Regions from separate parts of the Rattus norvegicus genome. Here region 2 is linked to region 1. A link is a contact called in public Hi-C data. All regions are on one chromosome and are shown on one strand. Each heading gives the region's core, a stretch centred on a gene start, on an enhancer-like site or on the middle of the called end of the contact. The rest is flanking DNA. Distances are from core to core; before and after follow the strand shown.

Region 1 (3,481 bases), core at 247-2,746:
ATAACCAGAAGTAAGAGAATTACTTGAAGTATATTCTGCAAATCCATCTTCTCCCAGCTCCAGAACCATCCGCTGTTTCCACCTCTCCAAAAAGAAACTCTGTTCAGATGGCATGGTATGCTGAAGGATGCGGGTCACACTGGGTATCATGTTTCTTTGCAAAGGGATCTTCAAAGGACTTGAAGAACCATTTGTGTGTGGTTTCCCGTTTTTCTCTTCATTGAAGATAGGAAACCAGTGTTGTGGAACTCTTGCCTGCTGCTCTTGCTCTGGAACTTTACACTTACTCACAGGACCATAGAGTACATCATCTTCCTTGAACAATGACTCTGGAGTCTGGACTGGGCCTCTGGACAAGACAGAACGTACTAAACGACAGTACTTTGCTTGGTCTACTGCTTCGTAAGAGCTTTTTTTCTTTTGGCTACACAAATAAGAGGAAGTGGAGAAACTCACAGGAGGGCTTGGTTTTACAGGAAATCTGTTTAAAAGTCTAAGCAGCCTGCAGATGGGCAGAAGCGGTTTCATTTTTAGACTTCGCCCCTCTTACTTTTCTCTAGTCTGTACTGTTTAAAAGTGTGCTGTTCTTATCTAAAAAAAAAAAAAAAAAAAAAGAGGTGGAGTTAGGTTTAAGACGTTTGATATATCAGAACCATCAAATTGAAAACCACACAAAAACAAACATTTAAAGTGCAGACACTAAACTTTTGACATTTCAAAATACAAAAAATTCATTCCCAAGAAAGATTCATCAAAATCAGAAGCAGCAGCATTTGTTTCTTTCTTTCTTTTTTTTTTTTTTTTCGGAGCTGGGGATCGAACCCAGGGCCTTGCGTTTGCTAGGCAAGCGCTCTACCACTGAGCTAAATCCCCAACCCCAGCAGCATTTGTTAAACGTTAATGTGTTGGCTGTTTTGGACGTGATACCCTAAATCTTTCATCTAAATATACGTGACAAGACCTGGAGGCATAGGCCAGGAAATTTAGTACTTGGGAGGCTGAGGCAGTATGAATTTGAGTCTTAAGGTTAGCTTGGCTTTGTCTGTAGAAACAAAGCAACTACAAAACCCCCCCAAACAAAACTCACAAGTCTCAATTAACAGTTTACCAATATCTATATACCAAACTCTTTACTAAATATTCTGAATGGGCATCTCTCATCTATTCCTCACACTCTTTAAAATGGGTGCTTCTGTGACCCCGTGTCGCAGGTGTCTGTAAGGCCCATCACCATTGATTCCGGAAAGTTGATCTCTCTGCAGGTTTCTCCCATGGCTGGGACAGAACAACCGTGGCTCTTCGTGCGGGAATTTGGACAGAAAAGAGACTATTTAAATACAAGCTCGGCCTGCTGCAGGGTTCTATTTGTACCTGAGATGCCACCATGCTTTTACACCCACACCGCAAACAACCTCTCGGGACCCGTACTTTTATCAGTCCCGCGCTTTCCCAAAGCGAGGCGGCCCCAGCATGCACCGCGGCGTTCACGTCTCACCCGAGAGGCGCTCTTCCTCTGAAGCAGAAGCGTGGGCACCGTCAAGCCGCGCGTTTTCGCTCTCACGAGATCTTGCGTACGTCACCGCCGGTCGCCATCTTGGACTCTGGCTGAGCAATAAATTCCCCTTGCCGCTGTGCGCGCTCTTTCTCGAGGCGTGCCTCGCTGGGAGAGGGTTCGGACCCTGCGTCCCCGTCCCGGCCCTACAGTGCTGGTGTCCGCGTGGCACGGAGCGAGGGTAGGCCCCGCGTTGCTTCTTTGCCCGGCTCCAAGATGGACGGAGCGGGGACGGGGGAGGCCGCTCTGGGGGAGCACGTGGCGTGCTACTGGCCTGCGCCCGGGGCTGCTGGGATGGTGGCGGAGTCCAGCGGCCTCCAGCCGCCGTCCGGCAGGGAGGCCGGCGGAGGCGGGGCCGCGGCCGCCCCTGAAAGGCGCCCCGGCGGCGGCCCAGCCTCTTCTTTCCTCGCACAGCCAGACGGCCCCTGCTCGAGGCCCGCGTCGCCATGGCCGCGGTTCCCGAGTTACTGGAGCAGCAGGAGGAGGATCGCAGCAAGGTGAGATCCTCCCTTCCTGGTTAACTGGGCTGGAGGTCCTGCTGGCCTCCCAGGGCTGGTTGTCCCTTTTCTGGGGTTCGGGCTGTTGGCGGTCCACAGCAAGGGAAGGGTTTGCAAGACCCGGAGGTTTTCCCCCACCCCTTTATAAATGCTTTCCAGTGGTGTCTCAGTTCACCCTCATTCTCTGACCAAGGAGAACTAGACGAGTGGGACCCCACTTCTTGAGCGCTTGACAGACGCTCTGCCAGTCATTCGACTGAGGCTAATGCTCTGAAATCCTTAGGAGCGTGTTTTTTAAAGGCTCCTAAAACTTAAATCGACTTGGTAATTGCAAAGTGGATCGGAGTTTTGTTTGCGGTTCCTGTCTCCTTTTAAGAAAATGGTTTTTCCGTTTAAAATAGTGGGGAAATTTCAATCGACAATCTGTAGCATGTTTTTTTGCAACTTAGAAAACCTAAATGTGTCTTCGTGGAAGTTGTAATTTTTAGTAAATCCTGTCTGTTGATGTAATCCTCAGGCTGCAGATATCTTGAGGACTAATGCAATAAACGGAGATTGCTATATAGGTAATAAAGGATTCTACTTTTATTGGCCTTTAAATTTGAATTTTCCCATCCGTACAGGTAGGTTATGGGTCAGTTTGTGGGCAAAATTGTCAGTAATGCAGGATAATGCAGGAGTTCTTAGGTTTTTCATAAGGACTGAATTTAGATTTTTAAAAAGTATCTTTGAATGAGCAAACTTTTTATCTAGTAAGCAAATTCGGGTCTGGAGCACCGGTTGGATTGTTCCAACAAGGGTATTGTATTGAAATAGAGCTTTGTGCGAGATGTTTTATTTCTTTACACTAGAATTTTCTTTCCCCTGGCGTGTATAATAGGTACTGGGGAGGGAGAGGCCCTGATGGCTGTTTTTTCCTCCTCCTTTTCTGGTACCCCTGTTTGTGTAGGTTGGAGCAGAATCATTTAGCTATGTAAAATCACTTGATCTCTACATTAACTGCCAGTAGAATTTTTTTTTTTTAAGTTCATCACCGATCAGCAAAAATGGACATTATTACAGGGGAGAAAATTACAACTTTCGCTTTTTCCTTTTGAGTTAAATATTGAGATAAATTACTGGTTTTAGCACATGGTTTCAATTTTGTTATCTGGTCTCTACTAGACTGGCAGATCATGTCTAGATGGCAGAAGTTATTTGAAGGAAATTTGGTATGTGTCAAAAGGGAACTGGAGTCCAACTTGGACAAATTTGTCAACTAATATATTTTGCAATTTTATTTAAATGCTCAGATAGATTATTTAGCTTGGAAGTTTTATGAAGATTGGATTCTTGAGGTTGCTCTAGTGACCAGGATCTAGTCCCTGGAGTTAAGTGATTCTAAAGACTTTGGGGTGGTAGTGGTGGTGAGAATAAAACTCCCTTTATCTCT
Region 2 (3,481 bases), core at 339-2,838, 300 kb before region 1:
AACAATTAATCTTTAGACTAAGCTTTCAGACTCAGATAACCCAAGGTTGTTAGGCAAATGCATTCTATTCATGATCTAAAATACACTGACACATGAACGACTGAACTAGCCAATCAGGAAAGCAAAATGAACTAGCAAGATGGTCCAATGGGTAAAGTGCTTGCCACGTAAGTCTGACAACCTGAGTGAGATCTTCAGATCCCACAAAAAGATGGAAGACCCAATATCACAAAAGTTGCCTCTACGCGCAACATAAATGGCTTGACAGGTACACAGACAAAGCACAGGTTCAAGCAAATAAACTTTAAAAAAAAGGAAAGCAAGAAAACTAAACCTATGAAATGAGAATGGACGCATATTCTTGTAATTTCCATATTCAGGAGGCTGAGGCAGAAGAACCAAGGGAGTTCAAAGCCTCCTAGATTACATAGGGACATCCCATCCAAAAAATTAATATACATGTATATATTTATATTACTTATATGTATGTAATTTGGATAATATATCCTGCAAATAATTTGGACGAGAGCAATTTTACATACCAAGAAAAATCAATTATTCTACCATACAGAATCCACACAACAAAACCCCAAATGTCTGTTCCAACTGAAACTCTAACACATCTACTTGTTAGTTCTGGCAAACTCAGGAAGATGAAGCACTGACTACACAGAAAGCACCTGGGTGAGGAGCTAGCAAATAAGTCACAGTACATTCTACCATCACTATTTCCAGTAGATACTTCAGCAAACCCCACTAAATAATGGTAACCCCTCTATAAAGTTCTTTACTTAAATGTACACGTCCCCAAGCATCAACACATAACATCTGCTCCCTATTTCCCACTGCATCCTTTCCTCAACCTTCTAAACCAGCTTCTTAATCCTGGACACGCAATCCACAGAGGATTTCAGTGAATTCATGAATCCTCTGAAGCTCTATGTATTTTTACTAAATTCTATGTGTTGAGAAAAATGTACATTTTCCACTGCTTCTATCAAATTCTCACCGAATAAGGGTATCTGAAGAGGTAAATAGCCGAATGGATGAATGAATGAGTGAATGAAGAGAGAATGACTGACTGGCTGAATGACTGGGTAAAAGAAAGGTCTAGAAAGGCACCCAATAAAATATCTTAGCCACTCTAATCTCTCCAGCACATAACTTTCCAGGACTTAGTAACCAATGTAGACACAGTTAAACACCTAATCCTGTACTGAAGATCTGGGTTCTGGTTTCACTTAACACAAAGCAAAATTCAAGATTTTCATGGGGATTCGGTCCTTTTGGATGTTCAAGCCATCATCAACACCCCAATTCTGAAGGCTAAGAAGTCAGAAATCGGTCGTCTGCTATCAGGCGTGGTGCGGATGAGTCAACTTTCAGCCGGCTTCTGGGTCATCGATTCCCTCTGATTCCTCCCATAAGCAAGCCCACCTTGCCCCGCCATCTCTGGCTTCTGCCCTCTTCCTAAGCACCCACTCACTACGGCAGAACCAGCCGCTCACCTGTCCGGAGCCACTCACCTGGACAGAGCCTTCCGCGCCCCACGGACAGCAGAGCTCAGCTCCGGCTTCCACAGCCAAGTCCACCTCAGCTCACAGTCGATTGGTCACTGCTCCAAAACGTCATTTCGCGGCGCCATGCTGTAACCAATCAGAGAGCGCTTCTCTGGCAGACACGAGAAAAATGAAACAGTCAGAAAAGTTGCGCCTCCATCTTTGAATGGGGCAAAGCAGTAGTTTCTCACCCTATAAACTTTAGAATGTAGAGTTCCATAGGCTACATACTTTCTCAAATATATTCTTAAAATTTTCTCCTGAATAGAACCTCGGCGCCTACGAGACCGTCATCCAAACGGATCCAGCACTTCTCAGGAGACCTCCTTGACACAACATGACGTCTGTTTGCCTAAGAGGGAAGTCCCTCTCATCACCTAGTTACCGGGAACCGAGAAAAGTGACGCGTAGCCCCAGAGGAAGCTGAAGTTGTCCAAGTTGTCCGGAAGAGGCCCTCAGCCTGAGGAAAGGGACTAAGAGGTGACAGAGTCTCGCCGCTAGTTGGTGTTCTTTTTCTGCTCAGCAGGTGCAGTTACTTTCTCACTTGCTGCTATGGTTTCTGTTCTCCATAAAAACTGTTTCTGGTGAACATCCTCCTGCCATTCCCCCGCAAGGAAATGAGTAACTAGGAACGGTCTTATTCAAGCCTTTAAGGAAACTAACAGAGTCCATATTGATGAGTAACACAACTTTCTGTGGCCGCCTCAATCATTTTACACTTTCTTACAAGTGGCATAGACAGGCAGTCAGACAGACAGGCAGACAGTCAGACAGATCAGCAAATTCAGCGTGTGTGTAGTGCCTGCTGAGGCCAAAAGAAGGCATAGGATCCTATAGAGTTAGTTACTGTCTGTTGTGAACCTCCTGATATGGGGGCTGGGAACTGAACTCCAGAAGTATACACTCAATTACTCAACCAACTCTTCATCTCCAAACTAAAATCCTACAGTTACAACGCTAAAACATGTTTAGACATCCAAAAAGTATCCATTAAATAACCCAATTTACTAGTAATGCAATAATACCATTTTCTTTACAACAGAGCCTAACTATGTAGGTTTGGCTGGCCTGGAACTCAGAGCTCCTTTTTCCTCTGTCTTATGCCTCCTGAATGCTGGGATTAAAATCACAGGCCATCACACGCAGCTAAATCAAAGTTTTTGAAGTCTACAAATCATAGGACTTAGTTTAAACAGATGTTACTATGAAATATTACTGTTCGCATTCAAAGCTTTTTAAAATAAATTTATATTTTTCATCATCTTACCATAATGTTAATGATGGCATATTTAAAACCTTAAGTATTTTGGGAAATGTAAAGTTGTCTCTTCCCAAGGAAAAATATTCAGGTAACATAAAATATACATGTTCATTATATCGAAAGATGAGAAAAAGAAGTAGCTTTCAAAATAACAAACACTAATGTAATGTGATTTTATTTGTCAAAGATTTCCCTTTCAGTTTTGAACCTGGATGATTTCTAGTAATTTCTATAAAATGGATTTTTTTTTAATTTCATGTTCAAAGTATAAAAGGTTGAATGTCCTTACTTGGGGAAATTTTAGAAGTATTTTATTTATATGAGTATACTTGCAGGGCAGTAATGGTGCATGCCTGTAATCACAGCACTTGGTAGGCAGAGTTTTGGGAGGTATCTGTGAGTTGGAGACCAGCCTGGTCTACAGTGTTAGTTCCAGAACAGCCAGCACTACACAGAAACACTTCTCAAAAAACCAAAACACCCCCCCAAAAAGTACTTTTTTTCTGTAACTAAGATCTTTTAATTGGAGAAATATAATGATTTGACTTATTGTGACTCAACAAGGGTGTCAAGATATCCTGTTCTCTCACAGAAATAGATGTAAATGTTTTCTTTTTCATTCTAGCCAGGCAGACATTGACATATAAAGAACAGACAGCTT

The links. Hi-C and Micro-C count contacts between places; a contact is called where the count stands out from the background.
Region 2: a Hi-C map of liver shows a contact between it and region 1, with 6 times the contacts expected there. The contact joins the promoter of Sec23b here to the promoter of Mgme1 in region 1. A contact is called at or near these places in 2 of 12 Hi-C or Micro-C datasets (kidney and liver).

What each region holds. Positions count from the first base shown.
Region 1 is chr3:152,092,668-152,096,148 of GRCr8, reverse strand. It overlaps Mgme1 (mitochondrial genome maintenance exonuclease 1), which reads right to left and starts at 1,496. Exons shown (of 5, transcript NM_001009655.1): 1 at 1,429-1,496; 2 at 24-591. The coding sequence starts at 528. It overlaps Snx5 (sorting nexin 5), which reads left to right and starts at 1,641. Exons shown (of 14, transcript NM_001399298.1): 1 at 1,641-1,733; 2 at 1,967-2,049. The coding sequence starts at 1,999. LOC134486457 (a long non-coding RNA gene) reads left to right here and starts at 2,056. Exons shown (of 2, transcript XR_010065415.1): 1 at 2,056-2,615.
Region 2 is chr3:152,390,790-152,394,270 of GRCr8, reverse strand. It overlaps Sec23b (Sec23 homolog B, COPII coat complex component), which reads right to left and starts at 1,588. Exons shown (of 20, transcript NM_001277235.1): 1 at 1,527-1,588. It also overlaps a transcript of Rbbp9 not described here.